Regions from separate parts of the Zea mays genome. Here region 1 is linked to region 2. The links are chromatin contacts, called in public Hi-C maps. All regions are on one chromosome and are shown on one strand. Each heading gives the region's core, a stretch centred on a gene start, on an enhancer-like site or on the middle of the called end of the contact. The rest is flanking DNA. Distances are from core to core; before and after follow the strand shown. Region 1 holds the start of LOC103650721. Region 2 holds the start of LOC100282180.

The links. Hi-C and Micro-C count contacts between places; a contact is called where the count stands out from the background.
Region 1: a Hi-C map of tassel shows a contact between it and region 2, with 3 times the contacts expected there. The contact joins the promoter of LOC103650721 here to the promoter of LOC100282180 in region 2. A contact is called at or near these places in 2 of 25 Hi-C or Micro-C datasets (bundle sheath and tassel).

Annotation. Positions count from the first base shown.
Region 1 is chr3:150,143,512-150,149,904 of Zm-B73-REFERENCE-NAM-5.0, reverse strand. It overlaps LOC103650721, which reads left to right and starts at 5,131. Exons shown (of 1, transcript XM_008676287.3): 1 at 5,131-6,090. The coding sequence starts at 5,150. The coding sequence ends at 5,920.
Region 2 is chr3:149,882,622-149,888,987 of Zm-B73-REFERENCE-NAM-5.0, reverse strand. LOC100282180 reads left to right here and starts at 3,859. Exons shown (of 4, transcript NM_001155092.2): 1 at 3,859-4,097; 2 at 4,207-4,337; 3 at 5,127-5,231; 4 at 5,319-6,366. The coding sequence starts at 4,014. The coding sequence ends at 5,850.

The DNA.
Region 1 (6,393 bases), core at 3,882-6,381, 260 kb before region 2:
CATTTATTTTATAACCAAAGGAGGAAAAAGTACTTCGATGGGCTCTAATGATTCCGTTTTTGGCGATTCATGCCAAAGAGGGAGAAAATATGAGCCCAAAGCAAAAGGACCGCACCACCACCTAGGACCGCACCACCACCTAATTTTAAAATTGGAGATTTCAAATTGGTATCTTATTATGTTCAATCTTATTATGTTCAAAAGGGAGAGGAAGTAATATTTCAAAAATGATATATCAAAACCCTCTTGAACACTAAGAGGAGGATCTCATTTAGGGGGAGTCTTTGTTTTAGTCAAAGGAAAAGCATTTGAAACAGGGGGTGAAAATTTCAAATCTTGAAAATGCTTCACAAAATCTTATTCATTTACCTTTGACTATTTGCAAAAGAACTTTGAAAAGGATTTACAAAAGAATTTGCAAAATCAAAACATGTGGTGCAAGTGTGGTCCAAAATGTTAAAAATGAAAAAACAATCCACGCCTATCTTGTAAGTATTTATATTGGCTCAACTCCAAGCAACCTTTGCACTTACATTATGCAAACTAGTTCAATTATGCACTTCTATATTTGCTTTGGTTTGTGTTGGCATCAATCACCAAAAAGGGGGAGATTGAAAGGGAATTAGACTTACACCTAGTTCCTAAATAATTTTGGTGGTTGAATTGCCCAACACAAATAATTGGACTAACTAGTTTGCTCTAGTGTACAAGTTATACAGGTGCCAAAGGTTCACACTTAGCCAATAAAAAGACCAAGTTTTGGGTTCAACAAAAGAGCAAAGGGGCAACCGAAGGCACCTCTGTTCTGGCGCACCGGACTGTCCGGTGTGCCACCGGACAGTGTCCGGTGCACCACCGGACATGTCCGGTGCACCAGAGGACTCCAACTCAAACTCGTCGCCTTCGGGAAATTCCAGACGCAACTCCGCTATAAATCACCGGACTGTCCGGTGTACACCGGACAGTGTCCGGTGCTCCAAGGAAGAGCGGCCTCCGGAACTCGCCAGTCTCGGGAATTCGCTTCGGCTGCTCCGCTATAATTCACCGGACATGTCCGGTGTAACTGCGGGGCAACGGCTCCTTCTGGCGCCAACGGCTACCTGCGGCGCATTAAATGCGCGCCAGCGCGCGCAGAGGTCAGGCACGCCCATGCTGGCGCACCGGACACTCTACAGTACATGTCCGGTGCGCCACCGGACATCCAGGCGGGCCCAGAAGACAGAGCTCCAACGGTCGGAACCCAACAGCTTTGGTGACGTGGCTGGGGCACCGGACTGTCCGGTGTGCACCGGACTGTCCGGTGCACCATACGACAGCCAGCCTGCACCAAACGGCTAGTTTGGTGGTTGGGGCTATAAATACCCCCAACCACCCCACATCAAGGCATCCAAGTTTTCCACTTCTCAACTACTTACAAGAGCTCTAGCATTCAATTCTAGACACACTCAAGAGATCAAATCCTCTCCCAAATTCCACACAAAGCTTTAGTGACTAGTGAGAGAGATTTGCTTGTGTTCTTTCGAGCTCTTGCGCTTGGATTGCTTTCTTCTTTCTTGATTCTTTCTTGCGATCAAACTCACTTGTAATTGAGGCAAGAGACACCAATCTTGTGGTGGTCCTTGTAGGAACTTTGTGTTCCAAGTGATTGAGAAGAGAAAGCTCACTCGGTCCGAGGGACCGTTTGAGAGAGGGAAGGGGTTGAAAAAGACCCGGCCTTTGTGGCCTCCTCAACAGAGAGTAGGTTTGAGAGAACCGAACCTCGGTAAAACAAATCCGCGTGCCTCACTTCACTATTCGCTTGCGATTTGTTTTGCACCCTCTCTCGCGGACTCTATTATATTCCTAACGCTAACCCGGCTTGTAGTTGTGTTTATATTTGTAAATTTCAGTTTCGCCCTATTCACCCCCCCTCTAGGCGACTTTCAGGGGACAACTCCAAGTTGGTAATGTCTAAGAAATTAGGTTCTAGGAAGATATTTGGATTAATGGTTTACCACTCAAGGAGCAATTCTCTAATTATATAATGTTATGCGCCGGAAGAATGCCTTAGTCGCAGTTGTGCTACCACAGACAACGCAAAATTTAACTTTCCGCATACCGATTGTTGGGGTCAGATTGATAGAATGGCAACACTTGTTGATTTTTGGTTGACAACATCTATGTTGGGGCGGAAAGATATCTCTTTATGTAGAAGGTGAATGCATCCAGACATTTCTTGGTTTGGTCTATGTACAATATTCTAATGACCACTCCAAATTCAAATCAACCTTACTGGCTGTGCAAACTAAAACTTCCCTTTAAGGTCAAAATTTTCCTTTAGTATATAGGAAGAGGAGTGATTCTTACTAAATATAATTTGAAAAGGAGAGGGTGGATATGAAGCCCCAAGTGTAGTTTCTGTAACCAAGATGAAACAATCCAACATCTCTTTTTCGATTATTATTTGGCTAGAGCAGTTTGGAGGATTATTTTTATTGATCTAAATACAGAAAACCCATTAGTATTAATCATATTATAGGGACATGGCAAAGTAGTAAAGGAATTTCTTACAAAAAAATAAATATTAATAGGGGTAGCAACCATGTTTTGGTCAATCTAGCTCTGTCGTAATGATATAGTTTTTAATGGAAAACAGATACCTTCAATTATGCAGATGATTTTCAAGAGGCCTTATTGGCTCAGATTTTAGAGGTTGATGCATCAAGACATCAAAGATGTTTCTCGCGCAATAGAAGCAGTGGCAATGGACATCTTTGCAACATATGGATGACGATGCAATGCTAGAATTGAGTCTTCTTAGTTTGTTTTTTCTATGAAAAACTATGCTTTCATATTATGTTTTGGTTAGTGTTGGGCCTGAGTACATTGATTGTAATAAGGTGCCATATGCATCATTGATGTAAAAGTCTGGAACATGCTTTTCCATTATCCAAAAAACTAAACATGTTGGCACATGGACCAATTTGGATCATTAGAATTGAATTCCATTCTAATAATAGTAATTTAGACATATATCAATTAAGCTAATTCGGTTTTATGAAAAATATATTTGTATACTATTATTAGCAAAATGTCAGAGATATTTATATGCTACATTTTTACTATAGAGGAGTGAGACGAAGAGTGTCATATAAGTTACAGAGTAGAAACAAATTCTACTAATGCATAAAATTATTTCTCATCCTCCACTCCAAGAATTTGAGATAAGCTTATATCTGAATTTTGGAAAGTTGTGGAATGTCAAATTTCAAACTAAATAAGTTACTTTATTGAGTGGATTTCAATTCCTCTAAAATAAAGGGATCCAAACGCCCCATAGGAGAATGCTCAATTTCCTTTTTTGGAATATTTAGAAGGGAATTGGATAAAATTTTTATTTTTGCGCGATGAAACTAAAGATGAATCGAAAATCCAAATAAAAAAGGAAACATGTTGGTTATAATTCAATACAAAAAGGAAAGGCAGGGCTACATTTGAGTGAATTGACTGTTGATTAGGTCTATCCCAATAACTCATGCTTAAGAAGTTACCAAATTGGTGTAGGTGGCCGTACTTTCTTGAAATTATTATGAGGTATTCTCTATGGAAAGTATTTGATAAGCAAAACAATTCATGAACAGAACACGCACACGTGATGCGCCGAGTTTAGTGGATACTTACTGAACATCCCCCTGGGTTTGAAATGTTCTTGGGAGACTTAATTTGAACCGCCAGGTTTCTGTTGCTGACTTGGCCTAAAAGAAAGAGCTAGAGCCAAGTGTAACTTTTCAAATGGGTGTACTAGTAGTACACACGAGTTGTCTGGCTGAGACTTGAAAGTGAATGTGCACGTGTAATATAGTAAACTTTATTTGATTAAATTTTAAAAAGTTTGTAGCTACCGGTGGAGCTCCACGAGGACTGATTCTCCACTCGGTTTTGCTCAGCGCAGCTGCTCTGGAAATTGGAAGCTAGCGTCGGCTGCGCTGATTGGTGTGATTGGAACAGCACTCACCATTCGTCTCTCCTTTTAGTCGTCGCTCATCTAATCTCCTGATTGGTTTCTGTAGAATATACACCTTCCTTATCCATTCCTTGGTTGAATTTGAGTCGTCGTTCATCTAATCTGCGGAATTAACGTTTGATTAATTAACCGTAGCTCTAAACAGTGGTATGTATTAATGTATTGTATTGTTCGATTTTATTTTTGTCGTATAAGGCGGAAAGTTTAGTCATTTTTAATTCTTAAATTGGTAAACATTGTGACTAAATGAGACTTCCTAAATACCCCCTCCATTTTTTTATTTGAGGTTTTGTATAGTTCAATTTTGTATTATTTGGCGTCAAATAAAAAATGACAAAAGTAGTAGAATTTTTGGGGACTATAGTTTAGTCTCTAAAGTCTAAAATAATTAAGGAGGTGTTTGATTTCTAGGGACTAATTTTTAGTTCCTTTATTTTTTTTCCATTTTAGTCTCTAAATTTTTAAATATTAAAACTAAAATAGAGTTTTAGTTTTCTTATTTGATGATCTATGGACTAAAATGGACGGACTAATAGGGTGTTTGGTTTGTAGGGACTTTTTTTAGTCCCTTCATCCCTACATTTTATTCCACTTTAGTCATTAAATTGCTAAATACGAAAACTAAAATAAAGTTTTAGTTTTATATTTAATAATTTAGAAACTAAAATGAAATAAAATGAAGAGATTAATAAGTAGTTCTTAGAAACCAAACAACATCTAAAAATTTGACCCTAGAAACCAAACACCCCTCTAAAGTATCAAACACCCTGTGAGTAATTAAGCAAGCGTTCGGTCCTAATTATCTGAGCCGATAAATTAACTGAACACCAACGTGACGCACGCGCATCACCTTCTCCGCTGGCCTGGCCATGACAACAATGCACTTGCAACCCAGCCCAAAAACGGAGGGCAGCCTGGGCAGCCATCTTATTCCACCTGTTTCCAAGTCGGCAATCACCGACGACAAACCAGCTTCGTCCTCGCAAGGAAGAAGAAAAATGGCCGTCACCTTTGACCACTGACCCAGCACGGCACGCGACGCGCACGTGAAACACCACCAAATCCATCTCTTCCCTCCCAGGCCCCAGCTTGGTCAATCTCCCTCCAAATCACACACACAGACATATATATAGCCCCTCTCCTCCCATGCATCATCCGCAGCCAGCCAAGCTCACTTCTTGCACGTGGAGGATCATCTCATCCGTCATTCCATTCTACACACAGTCAGACATGGGCAACGGCCCCTCTCTCTCGCCGTGCCTGAACCCGCACCTGCCGGAGTCGTCCGCGACGGTGCGCCTGGTGTACTGGGGCGGGCGGGCGAGGCAGCTGGCGCTCACGGGCGGCGGCGACGACGCCATTGTCACGGCCGGTGACGTCGCGGCGGAGCTCCCACCGCCGGCCACGGGCTACGCCGTGTGCCCCGCCGACGCCTTCTTCATCGGCCTCCCGATCCCGGCCATGTCCCCGGGCGAGGAGCTCCTGCCGGGCCGCACCTACTTTGTGCTCCCCGCCGCGCGCCTCCCCTGCCTCAAGGCGCTCACGCCCGCCACGCTCGCCGCGCTGTCGCAATCGCACGGCAGAAAGAAGCAGCAGCCTATCTTCGCGGTCGCGGGGTGCCCGTTCGAGCACGTCAAGGGCGCCCACGGCGGCGCCCCGCTCATCAGGGTCCTCCCGGAGTTCATCGAGAAGCTCATCACCGCCTGCGACGCCGGCGCGAACGCGAGCGCCAACAAGGACACGGCGGCCAAGCAGGCCGCGGAGCTGTGCAGCACGCCCGAGCTGAAGCGGCATTACGCGCAGCTCGTCGGGGCCGGCAGGAGCCGCCCGTGGTCGCCCAGGCTGGAGACCATCGCCGAGCGCGGTAGGTCACGGTGGATGAGGTTGGCGGCGAGGACCATGCTGTCCTCGCGTTAGCCGTGCACATCCGCGCGCGTAGCGTAGGTCGGTGTTATTAATTGTTAGCTTGCGGAGATTTCCGTTTATTTAGGAAGAATGACGAAGGACGAACAGCAAAATGTACAGATGGCTACGCATTTTTTTCCTTGCAATTTGCAAACCAGAACGAACGTTTGTTTCTCTCTCTATCTCTCTTGCCATGGTTCGTCCTGTCGATTGAACTGAGCCACCGGATGATGCTGATGACGCCAACGCCATGCAAACGCATAGCAGGCTGCAAAGCGCGGCCATGGCCGCCGCCGCGTGCGGGAGACCAGGAAATGGTCGCACACGCGTGGTAGGGAGGAACTCGGCGCGTCGAGCGCAGTCTCATCGTCTTCTCCGGTTGACCGGACCGCGTCCGCGTCCCGCCGTCTGACGTCTCTTGGTGTAGTGGGGTTGGGGTGGTCGGCGTCGGGGAAGGAAACTGCGCGGAAAGAGAGCATCGGACA
Region 2 (6,366 bases), core at 2,610-5,109:
GAAATCCCAGTGTTAGGACAGATAGGAACGTTCGGCGTACGACTTTCAAGTATGTTTTAATGAACGATGAACTGTACCGCCGAACGGTCGATGACATCCTGCTTAAGTACTTGGGCCCAAGTGATGCTATATTAGCCATGGCCGAAGTACATGAAGGAATTTGTGGTACCCATCAATTGGCTCTGAAGATGAAGTGGTTATTGAGAAGGTCTGGGTTCTATTGGCCCAAAATGATAGCTAATTGTTTCAAGTACTACAAAGGGTGCCAAGTATGTCAGAAATTCGGCGACCTGCAGTTGGTCCCTAAAGTCGAATTGCATCCTATCATTAAACCTTGACCTTTCAGAGGATGAGGATTGTACTTTATAGGAGAGATTCATCCTTCATCATCAAAAGGGCATCAGTTCGTGTTTGTTGCCACTGATTACTTTACCAAATGGACTGAAGTCGTTGCTCTGAAGAACATAACACACAGGGAGGTAATTGAGTTCATAACTGAACATATTCTTCATAGATTCGACAGTCCCTAGACTTTGACCACAGACCAGGGGGCTTCTTTTATGTCAAAGGAGGTACGTGAGTTTGCTGAATTATATAGAATTAAATTGCTCAATTCATCTCCGTATAATGCCCAGGCCAATGGACAGGCCGAGTCTAGTAATAGGACATTGATTAGCCTGATAAAAAGAAGATATCTGATAATCCTAAGCAATGGCATAAGATTTTGTCCGAAGCTTTGTGGTCTCACAGAATATCTAAACACAGTGCTACTAAAGTATCATCTTTTGAGCTTGTCTATGGACAGGAATCAATGTTGCCTGTGGAAATAAGTTTAAATGCTGCCAGGTTCGCCAAGCAAAATGATCTAAGTGTCGGTGATTTTTATAATTCAATGATGAACAATATTGGTGAAGTAACCGACAAGAGAGTGACAGCCTTAGGAGAAATAGAAAAGGACAAGATCATGGTTGCCAAAGCTTACAACAAGAAAGTCAAGGCTAAATCGTTTCAAGTAGGGGACCTGGTATGGAAGACCTTCTTGCCTCTAAGGAGCAAAGACTAGAAGTTTGGGAAGTGGTCGCCAAGCTGGGAAGGCCCTTATAAGGTCATATAGGTGATGTCCGGTAACACCTACTTGTTGCAAACATTACAAGGCAAAGACTTGCCCAAGGCGTTAAACGGGCGTTTCCTCAAGCAGTATCATCCTAGTATGTGGCAAGATACCTAAGGAAACCGATGTGATCACATTGTGTTAGTTGTTTTTGGTTCGCTCAGCTCCGCCAAAAGGCAGGGGACATATGTTGGACACCAAAACAGTCGACCGGACGGTCCTCGCGCGCGCAGAGCTAGTTAGGGTTCTAAGTTTCTTGCTATGATTGTTAGCTAAATTCACAGAATTAGCCTGGGAGATTGGTTTGTAACGGGTCCTGCCCCCTCCTCTATAAACATCAACAATCGAATCAATAATCAGTTTATCTCTCGTTTTTACCTTATGCATTAGGAGTAGTTCTAGTTTAGCCTCTCAATCCCCAAATTCTTCGCTTCTCTTTGACTCTACGTCGATTAGAGGTGTCTAGGGTGGCCTGCCGACCCTAGACAACACCTAGAATCTCTCCTCCTCGATGGGGTCCCTCCCAGGAGCGAGATTCAGGCGCCATCGGCGAACTCCGCTGCCCCTGCGCACGTGCGGACTGTCCGGCCCGTCAGGCAGGGAACTCTAGCCCTGCTCCAGGTCGCGGACCGTCCGGTCACTGGCTGCGAACCGTCCGCGCCTGTGCAGAGAGCACCACCGCCGGTTCTCAACGCAGTGATTGGCGCCCGGATCAGCGCCAACAATACCACTCGAACACTCTTATCTTTTAATACTTCCGATTTCTTGAACGATTTAGAGAGGTAATCATCTAGGCCTGATGTTCTCCTGTTGGTGCTGGCCTGCTGGGTTGGCTAGAGCTAGTAGCTCGCGAGGGTGAGACTGACAACCTTAGGAAGTTGGGGGCATGAGCAACGGAGCAAGCTACAATCCACCCGAGGCTGAACAGTACCATGTAGATAAGGTCCGATGCATCAGACCAAGGCCACTGAAGCGGGCAGACGTCTCTAGTAAAGTGGTCTATTTTGCCACTAGATTGGGCCGGTGTGTCGGGCCATTAGAGCCCGCGTGAATAGCTCTCTGGTAAACCGGTCCAAGGCTCCACTAGACGAGTACGAGAGCTAAGGTGAAGTCTTTCTCAGCCAAAACTTCTCCAATTTGATTAGGATGGTCTTGGAAGCTTTAATATTACTTAGACAAACATATTTAGAGTATGTTCAACTTGTCTAAATCAAAGATTCATACCTTATCTCATCTTCAACTCAGACTCCCTTTTTCAACTCAAAACGGGCACCAAAAGCACTTTTGCAATATATGACATCTATAGCGTATCTAAAGTGCTTGGAAATGTTTCTAAAGGCAATTTGAACTTATTCAAACCTATGAACCGAACATAGCTCACCATTTCCAAGTTTTGCCCATTTTCTGGTCTTGTTTAAGTTGAGCATTGGATTTCAAATTGGAACACATGGAGTAGTTTAAAAAAACTATTCACAACCCTAACTCCATGATTTTCTGGAGCACCTAATGACCTGCTCCACGAACTCCACTAATTTTTTTGAGCTAGAGTTGTCCTAAACCGGGCCAAAATCTGGTCATTATAGTGATAACTATCATATAGCTCGTGCTAATGCTACGATCCCACGAAGGGAAGGGGTCGATGGCGGCGGCGGCACGAGTTAGGGGGAGGGGTAGGCTAGGGGCAGCGGGGTCGCAGGGGAGGGAAGGAATGAGAGATGATCAAAATAATATTGTCCATTAGATTTGAGTGAGTAAGGTAGAGATGGTTATTTAGCGATCTGGAGCGTTGGCTTTCATGTTGTGTTAAGACTAGGTGTAATTTGTTTGATAGATTTAGTATATATTATAGGCATGTGAGTGATTTGGTTGGATGAACTTTATAAAGTTTAAAGCAATGGATTACTTAGATAGAGACAGGGATACGTGATTGTTCGGTAGAGGTTCACTCATCAATTTTCCAATGAAATATTTCTTGTGGGCTAGGACATCTAAGGGCTAGTTTAGAAACTGTATTTTCCCAAGGTTTTTTATTTTTCTAAAAAAATTAGTTCATTTTTTCTTGGGAAATTAGAAATCCTATAGAAAAATAGGATTGCCAAACTAGCCCTACACTGCCTCTTTTTCCCGGTATAGCATGGACATGTACTTAAAGGCCTTGTTCGTTTACGTCGGATTACATCCAGAATCATTCCAGCTAATTAAAATTTATATAAATTAGAGAAGCAATCCGGCTAGGAATCGTTTCGACCCACCAATTCGGTACAAAATTCGGTACAAAGGAACAATGCGGAAGAGAAGTCAAAACTCGCGGCCACGCATCACCTGCTGGTACCAAGCTTGGGAGCCAAGTATACGGGTATACCACGCATCACATGCTCAGTCTTCGTCGTGAATGTCAGCGCGTACATCATCGCATCACACGGACACGACTGCTGCAACGCATAGTCCGTTGGGCCTGTGGCCTCGCCGCCCCGGCCCGAGTCATTTGGTACGCAACTGTACCTGTCTGTACGAGACACACAGACTGCTACATCGCTGCTGTTTGTTTGACCAGGTTACAAAGATTAAAACACGGTCGATCATGTTAGTTTTTTTATATAAAATTTACTCTTTTACTACTACTACTACTTTTAAAACAGTTTTTAACAAAACTTAAAAACTAAACAAAATCTCGGTGGGCGGCATCTCACGCGTGTCGGAGGGCGGAGCCGGAGCGAATAAACGGGCGGCATCTTACGTGAAGATCCGTCCGGTCGGCCTCTCTCTCTCACACACACACTTTTTTCTCCGGACGCGCTCGTTCGTTCGCGAAGGCGCCCCTTCCTGCCCTCACATCCGCTCCTCCCTCCCCGACACCGACCGACCCCTCGTCCGCTCGCCTCCCTCCCCGATCCCCACCGCCATGGCCGCCGCCGCCGCCGCCGCGTCCTCCTCTTCCTCCTCCGAGGTTCCGATCGCCGCCCGCACCTGCGTCTCCGTCGGCGAGGTGGGTGGCTCCTCCCCTGCCTGCCGGTCCTGGTTGGATCCGCCCGATCTGCTCGCGCGGTGCGGCGCTCGATCTCATATCGTCCGTTTTTCCTTTCCTCCTGTGCCAGGTGGCGGTGGGCGCGGTGGCTACAGGCAGCGGCGACCGGGTGGCGGCGGATTGCGGGGTGTGCGCCATCTGCCTCGACAGGATAGCGCTCCAGGAGACGGCCCTCGTCAAGGGTTGCGACCACGCCTACTGGTTCGCTGATATCCCTTACCCCTTTCTCCAGATGATTACAGCATAACGTACTTTGATGCGCGGTGGAATTACGATTCTTTGTCTAGGTTGTTTGTTATTCCCCACCTCTAATAGCAATCTAATCCCTAGATTTGGGAGACTACATGGCACCTTTCACCCCCCCCCCCCCCCCCCCCCCCCCCCCCCAAAAAAAAGTGCTTTGCTGTAGTCTTACACATCTAATTCTTAGAACATCCTGCACATGTGCTAGGATAGCCTGACGCCCTGACCTTATGATTCGCAGGCTGATTTTCTTTTGATTGCCTTTACACATGGAGTAGTTTGATTCAATCATTTTAGACCTAAGGAATAGAGGGCACCAGCATCAGCGAGCTTATTCTGGAGCACTCTCATGTGTTTTCCTTGTACTAGTAATTAATTCGAACTTATCCTTTCGCACAGTTGCCATGTGCATCTCGCCCTTTGCCCAACCAACCACATTGCACACCCAATGGTTGTTGACTTGTTACACCAACCCTTTTGGTTTTCAGCTCTAAATTGAATTATAGGGTTTGACTGTCGCATCCGTGTGAGGTAGCAAGCAGCATACACCTTGATGTATCCATGACAGCTGATGCTTTGTTTGCTGCAGCTTATACAGTATTTTGTCTCTATAAATTGCAGCTGCAGCAGTCCGAACAACTGCAGCAGTGTTTTTCTGTTTTTAGGTTTACCTCTTTTATATCTGGTAACGATTCTTTTACTAAAAGCTGGTGTTCACTATATTTGAAATCCATTTCTTGGATGCAGTGTGACCTGTATTTTGAGGTGGGCATCCTACAAGGAGAACCCTCTCTGCCCACAGTGCAAGCATCCATTCGAATTCCTCAGCGTGCACCGCTCTCTCGACGGCTGGTAACCCCTTGTTCATCTGAAATGGTGGGAGGGTGGCTGAAAATTTTCAGGTAGAATGTGAGCTTGATGCTTGTTTCTTTTCTTCAGCCTACATGACTACCTGTTTGAGGAGAGTGTTTGCCTCCTTCTGAGGGCAGCTTGGTTTGAACCTCTGATCGTAGAGGCTCACGAGGAGGCTCTGGAAGAAGAAGAGTTTCTCCACCAGCAGTACCAATACGATGATGACGAAGATGATCTTGACGAGGAATCTTATTACATGAACAGGTCCCCAAGCATCCGTATTGGTAACAGGAGATGGGGTGACAATGGGTACATCAGGGGAGGCAGGAAAGAGGCGAGGCCAGTGAATACTGATGTGGCTGCTGGTCCATCCAGGACTCCGAAGAAGAAAGAGAAAGCCGCATCCTCTTCGGCGTCGGTGTCAGTGTCTGGTTCGGGGTCAGGATCGGGGTCTGTATCCAAGGATGTCGCTGGAAGGCGGGCGAAGAGGGCGCAGAAGCGAGAAGCTGCAGACAAGGCAGCTGCAGAGAAGCACCTGAAGCACCTGCAGAGGTTGGGGCTGAGAAAATCGCCAGAGCCTGTAGTGCCCGAGGAGGTTGGGCCACAGGTGAATGAGTGACTTAAGCCGCCGCCTAGTGCTATATGGTGCTGCTAAAAACACTGCAGCCCTTTGGGCCACAAAATAATCTTCCACTGTGAAGAGCTTGAGCGTGGCCTTGTATCATGGCAGCTTTTCGCCTCGTTGTACATAGTCTAGTTTCTCATCACTGTTTTAGATTCAGCACAGAAATGCAGCTGCTGTCTGCACGACTGTTGCAGCTATGAAGCTGTATGTACCTCACTGTTGGTGCACTATTTTAGTTATTGCTAATCACAGGGGATGCAATCGGCATCTGTGTTGATTACTATGGGGACAAATGAGGCGTGGAACCAATTCTACAACGCAAACTTGTAACCATATGGAATCACTCGCCGTTGACATGATACTAATCCTGTTAACTAGTCTGGTCCTTGCTTGCTGTGCCTTGTCCGTCATCATCGAATTTTGTCCCACAATCGAAGAATCTGTGTTGTTGCCCAACTATTCTGCACGGGTTTTGTGTTGCGTGTCAATTTGTGTTGACAAAATAGTTTC